Linked DNA regions of Sus scrofa: region 2 is linked to region 1. The links are chromatin contacts, called in public HiChIP or PLAC-seq maps. All regions are on one chromosome and are shown on one strand. The core of a region is the stretch at or near the end of the contact, and the rest is flanking DNA. Distances in the headings are between cores, read along the strand shown. Region 1 holds the start of POLR2B (DNA-directed RNA polymerase II subunit RPB2). Region 2 overlaps POLR2B (DNA-directed RNA polymerase II subunit RPB2).

What was found. HiChIP or PLAC-seq counts read pairs in DNA pulled down with a chosen protein or histone mark.
Region 2: an H3K27ac HiChIP or PLAC-seq map of skeletal muscle shows a contact between it and region 1. The contact joins the enhancer-like site here to the promoter of POLR2B in region 1. A contact is called at or near these places in 5 of 47 Hi-C or Micro-C datasets (adipocytes, epiblast stem cells, fetal heart ventricle and 2 more) and 1 of 2 datasets of contacts at active chromatin or transcription factors (skeletal muscle).

What each region holds. Positions count from the first base shown.
Region 1 is chr8:56,230,112-56,237,045 of Sscrofa11.1, reverse strand. It overlaps POLR2B (DNA-directed RNA polymerase II subunit RPB2), which reads right to left and starts at 4,316. Exons shown (of 25, transcript XM_003129037.5): 1 at 4,161-4,316. The coding sequence starts at 4,179. LOC100621115 (nitric oxide-associated protein 1-like) reads left to right here and starts at 4,864. Exons shown (of 7, transcript XR_002346682.1): 1 at 4,864-6,499. It also overlaps the pseudogene LOC100620901.
Region 2 is chr8:56,279,725-56,286,658 of Sscrofa11.1, reverse strand. POLR2B (DNA-directed RNA polymerase II subunit RPB2) reads right to left here. Exons shown (of 25, transcript XM_003129037.5): 23 at 6,903-6,934; 24 at 4,187-4,382; 25 at 3,292-3,743. The coding sequence ends at 3,654. IGFBP7 (insulin like growth factor binding protein 7) reads left to right here. Exons shown (of 5, transcript NM_001163801.1): 3 at 1,292-1,408; 4 at 2,221-2,347; 5 at 3,320-3,570. The coding sequence ends at 3,339. Among named protein-coding and RNA genes, the nearest start is that of POLR2B, 50 kb to the right of the region's middle. Within about 2 kb of position 2,983, at least 11 of the 83 cell types and tissues checked have an H3K27ac peak or open chromatin away from gene starts, as enhancers often do. A contact at or near this core is called in skeletal muscle, where this site is marked.

The DNA of each region.
Region 1 (6,934 bases), core at 3,067-5,566:
ACATATTCAAAACAAATTATATATACATACTTCCTGAATGGTCTGGAATTACTGATTCCTATACATGGGATGGGAGGATAAAAAAGACAAAGGTATCCAACACGGCTTAGTGACTTCTGGGCTTGATGGCACACAAGATGCTATAACCACAGCCATCCACACAGGAGAAGCTAGTAAGGTTAGAAAAGGAGAAGTAATGCTGAAGGCAGTTTTAGCTAGACTTGTACATCATGTATCCCCTTTAAATATATGCAGTAGGCAACTGAAAATCAATACAAAATGCAAATTAAGAGTCTAAATTACTATGAGTCCAGAGAACGTGCCTGCGAGGCCCTGGTGTTCGTTGCCATCTCCGTCTCTTCAGATGCACCAACAGAATTTTCGACCCCCGACTCCTCCTTACCCTGGCCAGGGTGTAGGAGGCTGGGGGAGTGGGAGCAGCTTCCGAGGTACCCCGGGTGGAGGTGGACCGCGGCCGCCGTCCCCGCCGGACGGGTACGGGCCCAGGTCTAGGCCCTACGGGAGCGGCTACTCTCTGCGACACGGGGGGCAGCTTCCCTGGGGGCCGGTTCGGGTCGCCGTCCCCTGGAGGCTACCCTGGCAATTACTCCAGGTCCCCCCTCGGGGTCCCAGAAGCAATTCGGCTACTCCCCAGGGCCACAGCAGACCCATCCCCAGGTAACACTATCCAGCATTTGCCGAGCTCTTACTGTATGGCAGCCATGGTACTAAGAATCCCTTTACGTGGATTACTCTGGATCCTCTATGAGGGTTCTCCAAGGACATCTACGCCATTTGGATCAGGGCGTGGTAGAGAAAAGAGAATGTCTAATGAGTTGGAAAGGTATTTCAAGCCTTCAATGCTTGAAGACCCTTCGGCTGGCCTAGAACCAGTGTCTGTAGTGGATATAAGCCAACAATACAGCAGTACTCAAACATTCACAGGCAAAAAAGGAAAATACTTTTGTTAACATTTCTGAAATTCAGCTGGAAGCTTCATGTGTCAGGAACATCTTGGACAAAACTTTTGCTTGTAATTAAGTTGAACCCTAACTTGGTGACTTTGAGTAATTAGATGTGTCTTCTTTCATCATATCAAGTATTTTTGGTATTAAAGAAGACGTATGGTAGGATAATTTGCAATATTTAGCCCTCTGGAAGTGCCTACCACATTTTAGAAGATTGACAGTTTCCAAATACTTAACATTCTTGGTTATATAATGGACATTTGTCTTTTAATGTTTTTCCAATGTTTTAAAATAAAACATTTTGTCTTTTTAGCTAATTGCGCTTTTGGCATATGCTAAAGAATTATTAAAGTAATGCTTTGTAATCATGTGGTTAGAATTTGTAAGTATATATTTTGCATACTACTTTTGAAAATAAAATAGACCATCCTTTGTGCTGTAGACAGTTCTTTATTTGTTCATAAGGAACGGGGGTAAAGAAAGAATAAAGGAAATTTCTATCCATATTAAAAAAAATTAAAAATAAATAAACAAGTTACTATGAGTCCAGAACCATTAACCAGTGGTTGAGAGAATGTAGAGTTTACAAGAAGGCAGGCTGAAGGCAGGCTGTTAAGAAACACCCCTTTAGGGAGTTCCCGTTGTGGCTCAGTGGTTAACAATCCAACTAGGAACCATGAGGTTTTGGGTTCGATCCCTGGCCTTGCTCAATGGGTTGAGGATCCGGCATTGCCATGGTGTAGGTTTCAGACATGGATCAGATCCCGTGTTACTGTGGCTGTGGTGTAGGTCGGCAGCTACAGCTCCAATTCAAGCCCTAGCCTGGGAATCTCCATATGCCTTGGGAGCAGCCCAAGAATGGCAAAAAGAAAAAAAAAAAAAAAAAAAAAAAAAAAAAAAACAGCAAAAAAACCCCAAAACCCTTTAGAGTCATGTGAAGGAAAGGGAATCTGTGAGGGAGACATTTGGTCATTCGTCCACTCATCAGACACTCATTGACTATGACTGTTTCCTATGTCCCAGGCATTGGAGGCATCACCTTCAACAAGACAAAGCATGGCTGTGTCCCCAAAAACTGTCACTTACTAGGGAGGTAAAGACAACATAAAGTCAATTAAGAGGAAGAACAAAGTAATATGGGCAGTCCCAAACAGGACCTAAGGAGGTTAGGAGAGACCTCACGTGTGACTAAACAGGAGTAAACCAGGCAGAAGGAGAGAGTGGGTGTGGGACGGGAGGAGAAAGAAGTACTCCAAACAGAAAAGACGTGCACACAAAACTCCACAGTGAAAGACATTCAAGGAATAAAAGGCCAATGTAGCCAAAGCACAAAATCTGGCATTAGAGAGTAATAAAAGTGTTTAAGATGCTGGCTATGTACTGATATGAAAATCCTCTAGCATATATATCAAAATTTTATAAGTGCAGGGACTTTTTGTTGTGGCTCATCAGGTTAAGGACCTGACACTGTGTTGTCACTGCTGTGGCAGAGGTCTGATCCCTGGCATAGGAACTTCTGCATGTCACACGTGCAGTCAAAAAAAAGCGCAGAAAATTGTGAATGTTACTTTTTAATTGTAAAAAGGGAAGAAGAGAATCCCTTCTCTATTTGCCTGCAAATGCATAAAGCATCTAGAGACAAAAATCTAAACAAACCAGTTAGCTACTGTGAGGAAAGCTTACAAGGGACAGACACTGGACAAGAATAAGACCTTAATTAACATTTTTGAGAAATGAGAACATATTACCTACTCAAAAAATTAAGCTAATGGAGTCCCCTGGTGGCCCAGGGTATTAAGAATCCTATGTTGTCACTGAAGTGGCTCTAGTTACTGCTGTGGCACAGGTTAGATCCCTGGCCCAGGAACTTGCACATGCCTTGGGCTGGCCAGGAAAAAAAAAAAAATTTAGCTAAAAACACTTTTCTGAGGAGTTCCCATCATGGCTCAATGGGTTAAGAACCCAACAGAGCAGCTGTGAGTTCAATGCCTGGCCATCGAGGATCCAGCACTGCCAGAAGCTGTGGCATAGGTTGCAAATGCAGCTAGGATCTGGCATTGTTGTGCTGTAGGCCAGCAGCTGCAACTCAATTCAACCCCAGCCCAGGGAACTTCCATATGCCACAGCTTCGGTCCTAAAAAGAAAAAGGTATATATTTTTCGGAATTTTTTTTCTGAGATAGCAGTTAAGAAAAAAGAATACAATGATGCTAATAAATTTCTAAATGCAGAATAAAAATGAAACAGAAGCTTAAACGGTAGAGTTTAATTTTTTGCTTCAACTTTCTCTGAGGGAATAAGGAGAAATATGAGGAGTGTCAACGAGATTGGGAGCTAGAAGAAAATGAAGTTTGAAACAATAGCTGTGGAGAATGGAAGAGGAAGCATTAGAGGAGTTCCCACCGTAGCCTAACGAATTGGAGGCGTCTTGGGAGCACTGGAACACAGGTTGGATCCCCAGTCCAGCACAGTGAATTAAAGATCCAATGTTTCCACAGGCGTGGCTTAGTTCGTTAGCTGCAGCTTGGATCTGAGCCCTGGCCTGGGTACTCCAAATGCCGTGGGGCCGCCAAAAAAGAGAGAAAAAAATACATATATGTACATACACACATACATATAACGAAAAAGCGGTACACACTAAAGATGCTATATGTAAAAAGAAAATGAGTATATATTAGCCCTGTTGAGTAAAAAAGTCATCTCTCAAGATAATTTACTTAAGCGGAAAGCAGAGTGAAGGACGCCAAACAAGCCCAATCCCCCCTCCCACCCTGTATTCTCTGCACCGGCTGTATTTGCAGAGCCTAGCACATCGCCCAGCACAAGCTGACGTTCAAACATTCGACTATTCAATAAATCCACTATCTCTGACGTTAAGGGAAGTCGAGGAGCCCTTTGCTTCAGATGAACCCCAAACACCGGTACTGGTCGCAGAAGCCGCCTGCTATTTCAATACGGACGGATGGGGGTGTCACTTTTCCAGAAGCAGCCAGTGGAGACAACAAACGTTATAAATGCTGCGCTCCCCGCCGGTCCACCCTCCTAGTTCGTCCCCGGCCCGGGGATGGAGGGGAAAACGCCTGGGGACCCCGCGCGGCGGGCGGGGAAGAAGGCCTCAAACCCTCGACTCGCCCGGCTCCCACGTTTCCCCCCTCCGACGGTTCGCCGCGCAGTGTTCTAAAGGGTCACCTACCCTCGTCCGCGTCATACATGTTGGCACACGACCCCGGAGCTCCCAATCCTCGAAGTGAAACGCAGGACACCGCCAGCAGCCACCGCCAGCAGGCTCCCCCCGGCCGCAGCGCCAGGCAAAGTGATTTCCGTTTCCGGCGCTCCCAGAATATCCTGCGGCTCCCGCGAAACCCCGCCCACAAAGAAGCCGCCGTAAGGTTTGCGCCTGCGCGAAAGTAGGCTAAGGCCTGCGAAAGGTTAGTGCTACACATGCGCAGTTTGGGGGTTGACTCTTCTGTGGCTGCCCCGCGGGGCCGCGTCACAGCTACCGAATGAAGTCTTGTTTTGCAATGTTGTTGCACAAATAGTAGCCCCTGGAGACAATAAGATTTGTTAATAAAAGGATGTAGTTGTGCTTTATTTTTTCAGTTGCAAAAACTTTAAAAAAAGTTTTGAAAAATGACTACTCTGTACATCAACTATACCTCAGCTTTGTTAAAGTTTAAAAAGTGCGATTTCTGGAGTTCCCGTCGTGGCTCAGTGGTTAACGAATCTGACTAGGAACCATGAGGTTGCAGGTTCGATCCCTGGCCTCGCTCATTGGGTTAAGGATCCAGCATTGTCGTGAGCTGTGGTGTAGGTCCCAGACGCGGCTCGGATCTGGCGTTGCTGTGGCCCTGGCGTAGGCCGGCAGCTACAGCTCCGATTCAACCCCTAGCCTGGGAACCTAATGGTAAAAAGACCAAAAAAAAAAAAAAAAAAAAGTGCGATTTCTGAGCTGCAGGCAGCAGCCGAAGCCCGACCAAAGCCTCACTCGCTGGCTGACCTAGCCAACCCCGCCGAGCCCGGACCTCCCGTGCCTTTAGCTCCGCCTTAGGTGGGTTCTCGGGCCTCAGCGGCTTCATCGCGAGATCTCACGAGATGCGATCGGGAGGAGGAGCCGAAGGGCGACGCTGACCAATGACAGCTCTCTGGTCGTCCCAGGCTTTTTCCGGTTTACCAAGCAGCTGGGGCCGCAGTGCGCGTGCAAACCCGTGGCCTGCGCTTGGCCCGCGCCCACGTGCCCATGCCGCCCGCGCGCCTCGCTCCTAGGCTGCTGTGCGGCCTCCTGCGAGGTGGCTCTCCCACGGCCAGGCGCCTTGGTCTCCGGGACGCGCTCCTGGCAAACCGGTGGCCCGCCCCTGGCCCGCGCCCGCGTTTCCATGCTGCCCACGCGCCTCGCTCCTAGGCTGCTGTGCGGCTTCCTGCAGGGAGCCTCTCCCACGGCCGCGCGCCTTGGTCTCCAGGACGCGCTCCTGGAGAGGAGATGTGCGGCCAGCCTTTCATCCCAGCGCCCGTGGGCCCTGGGCCGGGGGCGTTCTCGGTACCGGACTGCGACTGGGGGCAGCGAAGGAAGGGCCGACCTAGAGGAGAGTTTTCTGTTCCCCGAGTACATCCCGGAGCCGGAGCCCGCACCGACCCTCCAAGACCAGCTACGAGAGGTGCAGCAGCGGCAAGAAGAGAACGAACGACAGATGCAGCAGCGGCGGGAGGAGCGGCGCCAGCAGAAGCTCCGGGCCGCTCGGCGGGTGCAGCGGGCGCAGCCGGTCGTGGGGCACCCGGACCCGACGGTGGCACCCAGCGGCCTGAACTGTTCGGGATGCGGGGCGGAGCTGCACTGCCAGGACCCCGGCGTGCCCGGCTACCTGCCCAGCGAGAAGTTCCTCCGCGCGGCGGCGCAGGCGGACGGCGGGCTGGCGAGGACGGTGTGCCAGCGCTGCTGGTTGCTGGTGCACCACCGGCGCGCCCTACGCCTGCAGGTGAGTCCCGAGAAGTACCTGGAGCTCGTGAGCGCCGCGCTGCGGCGGCCCGAGCCCGCCCTGGTGTTATACATGGTGGACCTGCTGGATCTGCCCGACGCCCTGCTGCGCCACCTGCCCGCGCTCGTGGGCCCCAAGCAGCTGATCGTGCTGGGGAACAAGGTGGACCTGCTGCCCCAGGACGCCCCCGGATACCGGCAGCGCATCCGGGAGCGACTGTGGGACGACTGTGCCCGCGTCGGGCTCCTGCCGCCCCCTGGCTCCCGGAGGTCCCAACACCCCGGCCGGAAGCAGCCGCGGGACCAGGCGGAGAAGGCGAACCACTCGGCCAAGTCCCGCGCGGTGCTTAGGGACGTGCGGCTCATCAGCGCCAAGACTGGCTACGGAGTCGAAGAGTTGATCTCCGCGCTCCAGCGCTCCTGGCGCTACCGCGGCGACGTCTACCTGGTTGGCGCCACCAACGCTGGCAAGTCCACCCTCTTCAACACGCTCCTGGAGTCCGATTACTGCATCGCCAAGGGCGCTGAGGCTATCGACAGGGCCACCATCTCCGCTTGGCCTGGTGAGACTTAGGGCGCCGCCCACCCCCTTGGTTTTCCGAAAAGCGAGAGGTCTGATGGTGGTTAAGCACTTAGCACTCCTTCCTTCATGTCCACCAGAGGCTGGAGCCTCCCCTTTAAACCTCCCCTACCTACTTGGGTCCTATTTCTCTTCCCTGTCAGCTTAGCGCTTGGAAATTCGGTATATGTTGCACTAACTTTCCAACAAACATAGGGGAGTACGTCTGTGGTCTGGTCTCTCTGTAGACCAACCCGAAGACAACGCCCCGTGTACTCCCGGAGGTTTCCCTCGTAGCTTTAGTTCTTTGTATGTTGCTCTGTTTAATCCTTTTACTTTCTAAACCTCCCTCCTCTGCTCCGGTCTTGCTTGAGTTTATTCAGGAGATCTGTACACTGTGCACATTTAATATCTGAATAATTCACTAATGCAACGTGAT
Region 2 (6,934 bases), core at 1,734-4,233, 51 kb before region 1:
TTTCTTTATAGGGCCACACTTGCAGCATATGGAGGTTCCCAGGCTCTGGGTGGAATCAGAGCTGCAGCCGCCAGCCTACACCACAGCCACAGCAAGGAAGGATCCAAGCCACGTACAGCTTACAGCAACACCGAAGCCTTAACCCGCTAAGCGAGGCCAAGGCTCGAACCTGTATCCTCATGGATACTAGTCAGGTTCTCAACCCACTGAGCCACCAGGTGAATTCCTGTATATTTTTTGACATACGTATTTTTTTAAACTCAGTATCACAAAAGCCTTAAAATATTTATATTCTGTGACTCAGCAGCTCTATTTCTAGAAATTTATACTGAATATATCTATGTATAGAGGATAAATTTTATTCTTCTGTGAAGTTTTATGTATTTTCCTAAGTTTACATAATGAACATACTTTGCTTTCTTAAATGGGGGAGGCAGTATTCAGTATTGGCCTCAAGTGAGGGAAAGTGAGTTTCTTCTTCCTTCGTCTTTCTCAATCTTATCATGACAGGCACAGGCAGCAGGTTTTTTGTCCTAAGGGAATGACAGCAGCATGTACCTGACATGCTTTTTTTGTTAGTTTTTTAGGGCTGTATCTGAGGCATATTTAAGTTCCCAGGCTAGGGGTCCAATCAGAGCTGTAGCTGCTGGCCTACACCACAGCCACACTGATCTGAGCCATGTCTACGACCTACACCGCAGCTCACAGCAATGCCGAATCCTTAACCCACTGAGAGAGGCCGGGGATCCAACCTGTGTCCTCATGGATCCTAGTTGGGTTCATTACTGGTAGCCACAACAGGAAGTCCTTGCAGGTGCTTTTGCTCTCCCATCTTTGGTAAATCATTTGATGAATCCTTAGCCCTCAGAACAAAGTAATGGTATTGGCTTTGGACTTAACCTGTTATTTCCCAGTGATGAGATTGCAGGAAGAGCCCAGGGGTTGGGCTCCTACCCCAGGTCCCAAGGGTCAGTTTGTCAAATGTGGCGAATGGCAGCAGGCCCAGCATTACCAGGGCATGAGGGGATGGTGGTGGCCAGTGGCAGAAAAAGTAGAACCATTTGTAATTCCCCAGCATGCAGAAAAATACATTAATTCTAAATATCTAAGCTTAGCGGTAAACTAACAGGAAGAGATGATATAGATTTCACGTAAGTGCTCAGGAAAGGGTCACGTGGCACTCACTAGGTTTAATCCCACTAAAAAGTCTGACAGCTTCCCTGGGCCACATCCACGCTGATGCTCAGTGAAGAGAACTCACACTGTTTCTTTCCTCCCTTTTTCTTTGCAGGTACAAAGGGGTCACTATGGAGTTCAAAGGACGGAACTCTTGCCTGGTGACCGAGATAACCTGGCCATTCAGACGCGGGGTGGCCCAGAAAAGCATGAAGTGACGGGCTGGGTGCTGGTGAGTAGCAGGGCTACGGGGAGAGATGGGCAAGCTGGCAGCGGGGCCTGGAGCACTGCCAGGTGCCCATCCTGCCTGCCCAGCAGGCCATAGAGCTGTGGCTCCTCTTTCACAGGAAACTTGAAACACAAGAACAGCTGGGTTTACCGGGTGTTTTGGAGACAACTGAAAAATAAACAAGAACCCAATTTTTTTCCCCCCAAGTGAATCCTCACAGAGAACAAACTATTATCTTAGTTATTAATAGTTACTTTATTTTACTTGATCTTTGATGGTCAGGGACCCACAAGGGAGCACACAGACCATGCCCACCAGGTCTCCCTCAAACTGCAGTGTGACCTGGGCTTGTCCCCAACTGTCCCTCAGACCAAATGTGGTAGCTGTAAATAATCCTCCGAACACAGGGCCTTCATTGTTTCTAGCAGCATCTTTGCCATGAAGCCCCTGGTCTTATCAGGAAACTTAGGAAATAATGACCTAACTGAAGGCACTGGAAAAAAGATGACTGCCATGGAGAAAGTAAAATTCCCTTTTCAGTGCTGTACCCGCGACATATGGAGGTTCCCCGGCTAGGGGTCAAATTGGAGCTGTAGCCGCCAGCCTACACCACAGCCACAGCAACTTGGGATCCCAGCCGCATTAGTGACCTACACTAGGTTTAATCCCACTAAAAAGTCTGACAGCTCAGGGCAGCGCTGGATCCTTAACCCACTGAGTCAAGCTAAGGATCAAACCTGCATCCTCGGGGGTGCTGGTGTGGTTCTCAACCTGCTGAGCCCCAGTGGGAACTCTAAAGACCCTTTTCCTTCCAGATATCTCCTCTTAGTAAGGAAGACGCTGGAGAGTATGAGTGCCATGCAGCTAACTCCCAAGGACAGGCTTCAGCATCAGCAAAAATTACAGTGGTTGACACTTTACATGAGATACCAGTGAAAAAAGGTAGGTAGTAAGCCTCATAGCTATTTCAAAATGACTAGTGCTTTTGATAACGGAACCAAGCATGGAAGTGCCAGAGTAACTCTTACTGGCATTCCGTGCTGTTCAGTATCCACACAGGAAGGGCATCAAGTATCTACGCAGGAGGACAGTGGGTGGCTCCCGAAGAACAGTCCGTGTTGGATGGAAATACTGTTGTTAGGACTTTAGTGCTTTCGTTGTTATCTTAATAAGAGTTGAAACTCAAACCCGATTTGGCTTATATTTCCCAGAACTTTCTATTTTCATGGCATTTTTCTTAGTGTTGTGACTATTAAATTCCCATTTAAAAGGAAATTATCATAGGCAATTCTGGTCCTTCACTTTAAGCTTTTCTCTGAGAAAAAAAAAAAGAGTGTGTTAGCCAGCACCCAAGCCTTGCCACGTCTGTCACGCCCGTCACAGGCCTCCTCAGGCACCCATCCTGGGGAGGCCAGAGCAACGCTGCTCTACATTTAATGGTCCTCTTAGATCGAGGACTGAACTGGTTTTAAGCCAAAAATGAGAACACAGCTTCCTGTCAGCCTGTGCCAAAGCCCCGCCAGGGCTGGGTCAGCTAGCCATGGTGTGACAGGAAGAAACAGGGCAGCCGCCGAGAGGCACGTGTGAAGTCTCAGCTCTGCCACTTGGGAGTCTGCCTGTGAACCAGTTTCAAAGGAGGGCCCTGAGCCTCTGGACCTCACCCGCCTCGTTTGTCAACCTGCTTCTCTCAGTTCTGTGAGGAAGCCACTTACAGAGGCCAGGGTCACCATCCAGCATCCTACAGAGCTCCAATTCCAGAGATTCCACAGGGCCAGCTACAGTCTCATCTCTTAGCCCTACATTTCAACATCTTCATTTATTTGGAAACACTAAACTTTCTCAGAATTAAAGTCAACCATGTTCACACATGTAAACTAATTCTTACCTTTTTTTTTTTCTTTTTTTTTTAAACAGGTGAAGGTGCTGAGCTGTAAACCTGCAGAGTATATTAGTCTGCGTAGCTAATAGTCATGGATAACTACAGCCCTGGTTCTCACCTAATAACCAGCTTCTTTTCATGCAGTACACTAACACTTTAGTTATATTCAGTGGTTTTTACACAGTGAAATATGAAATAAAGGTAACACATCAAGACTATCTACAAAAGCTGTATTTACAGAAAAGCATGCTTATCATGAAACAAAACAAATAAAATGCTTTTTCTCACAATACAGTACATTTTCATTAATTAAAAAAAAAAAATTTAAAGCCATATCATAGAAACAAGACACACAGAGTTGTAAGAGAGCTAAACACTCATCATCCGAGGTGCAATACTCATGGACATGAGCTCCTGAAACAGCAGCTTGCAGGCATACGGCATCCGCACCAGCGAGATCTAGGGTAGAGAGAAGGCCATTAGCGAGGACAGACAGCAGCGCCCTCATGGCCCTTAACCCACTCGCTTAGGTTGTGAGTGCGTGACTGGTGCCAGCACTCAGCCTATGACCTTGGCCTCTGGTGGTTCCCTCTCTTAACTGGCTTCGGTATTTCACTCTTTCTGCTAGACCTAATTTATATTCACCTTCATGATTTAAAGTTCCTTCTACAAGTCCTTATTACTTCCAAAAGATGAACAGCCAAGAGGAATTCTAAGGTAAAACTTACACTGGTTTTTTGAAAAACCTAATTGTTACCTTTTCCCTCATTTCAAACTAGGAATCTGACAGAAGCTTGCTGTCAAAACTGCCCATCTGTTCCATCCCACTAAATCTGCCCACATGGTCAGACCAGCAGGGTCCCATCCTGAACAAGAGCACCTGCCCGTGAGGTCTAGCGCACCTGAGTCTTATTCCGGCAGCCTCTGCATTCATACGTATGGGTCCGGGTGTTAGCGATCGCCATTATGCCACACAGGTTGCAGACATGAACCTGATAAGGATCTGATGCCTCAAATAGTCTTTCCCTTAAAAACTGGGCTGCTCCATGGGCAATCTGACAGTCTCGTTCCATTTCTCCAAAACGCAGGCCACCGTCACTGTTAAGAGAAAAACAGCTGACTATTTTGTGCTTATTTTCTATTATCAATGCTACTTTGACTAACGGCAAAAATAAAGAACACTGTTTAGGAAAGGAGATTTGGACTCTAATTTTTATACGCCCACATTCTCACTACATGGTGAGGAGCTTGAGAAGTCTACCAGCTATTTGACGTATAGTAGAAGGTCCCCAGAGTACACACATTAGATTCAAGTATAACACATAATTTTCCTCATAAAATACAATCGAGTACAGACTAGAGACTCATCATACTATCATTGAACTTAACAGAATTCAATCTAAGGAAAGCATCTTCTCCAAGAATAAGTCACCCAGGCAGTCAAGCATGAAATGAGAAATGCATGTTGGCAAAGGTAATGGAAAGAACAGGTAAAGAGTCAACAGTTTGCCCAGCAGAGAGTGAAATGAAACGCATTGTTCAGGTGGCCACACAAGTGAATTGTGATGGCATCCTTAATATTCTTACTACAAAGAACAAGATTGATGAGCTGCTTGGTGGTATTACCAAAAACAAAACAATTGGTCAACTTTGGAGGATTCTAGGCAACCAACTTGTCATTCTGAAAAGTAAATAAAAGGAAGGAATCACACATTTATCTGCCTTTCCCCTGTATGAGCTACGTCACTAGGGAACCAGCTGAGGAAACAGACTTTTTCCCTATGAAAGTATTGGAGCTAATAAATGAATAAAATTGGAGATCTCTTCAGTTTGCAATTAATTGTTTTAAGTAATGATCATTAATAGTTGCTAAAGTCATAAAAGACAACCAGCTGTTCAGAGTATACAGTACACTGCTGCCTCTGAAGTGTTCATGTGAAGGAACACAAACCCTTCATCTCATCAAGATTTGATGAGCTAAATTTACAAGGAAAATAGAACACACAATCCAGGAGTACAATCAACAAAATCCAGATGTGAGAAACCCTCTAGGACAAACAACCCAGTTAATTCAACAAACAGCAAGGATGTTGGAGGGTAACCTATGGATTAGAAAGAAAATTCAAGAGACAGGTCAATCAATTGCAAGGCATGGACCTTACCTGTAGCCTAATTAAAACCAACAAACCTATTTTAAAGTATGCAATCATCAAGGAAATCAACACCAGATATCTAGTAATATTAAAGAGGCACTGTGATTAGTTTTTATAAGGTCCCTATATCTTGGAAAGCAAGGGTTCTCAAAGTATGGTGCGTAGCCCCCAGGAGGATGAAAACTATTTTTATAATACCAACAACATGACTGCCTCTTTCACAGTGCTATCATTTGTACTGAGAGCTGCAAAAGTTACTGGATAAAACTGCTGGCACCTGAACACATCAAGAAGGCAGAACCTCACCTGCAGTCATGTTCTCCACTGTATCTCAAGGGGGAAAACCAGTTTTACTTTAAGAATGTCATTAATGAAGTAGTAAAATTGATTAGTTCTCTTGAACTTTGACCTCCTGAGTACACATTTCTTAATATTCTATGATAAAATGAGGAGCTGCCACAGCACTTCTGCTATACTCTGAAGATGGCAGTCCTGTCGCCTTTATCACGAAATGTCTTTTTTACTTGAAAAAAGAGCTGACACCAATTGTGATGATCCACATTAGCACTAACTATGTTAATTCAGACTTATACATTTGGCAGGCATTTTTCTGGAAAATGAACAAAGTGAGCCTTTCACGTTAAGGAAAACAATTTTATGTATTTGTTGAAAGTGACTTAAAATGTAAGTTTTCAGTCAAAAATCAGAGTTTTAGAAACCCTCTATCCAACACTTAGACTTCATAACTTCCCAATACATAAAGACTTCTAATGACATGGTGGTAATATTCACAAATGTGAATTTTTTCTTTTGTATAATGAAATGTGTCAACATTTAAAAATCTGCGTAACTCAGTGTAGCCATATTTTCCAAGTGATCAATTGATACTATAAAGTTACATATGTATAAAATACATTCAAAGTGTAAGACAAGCCAATGGATTTTAACATAATAAATATAAGAGTTACTTAAGTGGTTTCAGATTCTACATCACACTAACCTTTAAGAAACAACTTGTCCTTTTGGTGCAGCAACAAAATCACTTGAAAATTATCAAAATATGCTTCCCTTTCCAACCACGTATGTGTGAGGTCAGCCTTTCCTCATACACTTAAATGTAAAGGTAAAATACAGGAAGCAGTGGGGTGACTGCAGGAGCAGACACATGATGCCAGCCATTTTCTCACAAACCAGTTCATTAAAGGATTCGTGAAAATGTAAACTAATGTCACTCATTACTAAATTTTTTGGACAGTACTTTTCAAATGTTATAGTAAATGTGCAATGGGTTTGTCACTGCTTTTAAATAATAAATATTTTAAACCTTTCTCAGTTTTAATTTCTGACATGATAAATGCAAAAGGCACAACTCCCAGACAAAAGCCAGCCCTCAGGGTGCTGAAAAAGGAAGAAACGGAGAACCTTCTTTTCTGTCGCTGTGGTGATAACCACGCGTCGCCCTTACCGAGATCTCCCCTCCATGGGCTGCCGATTAAG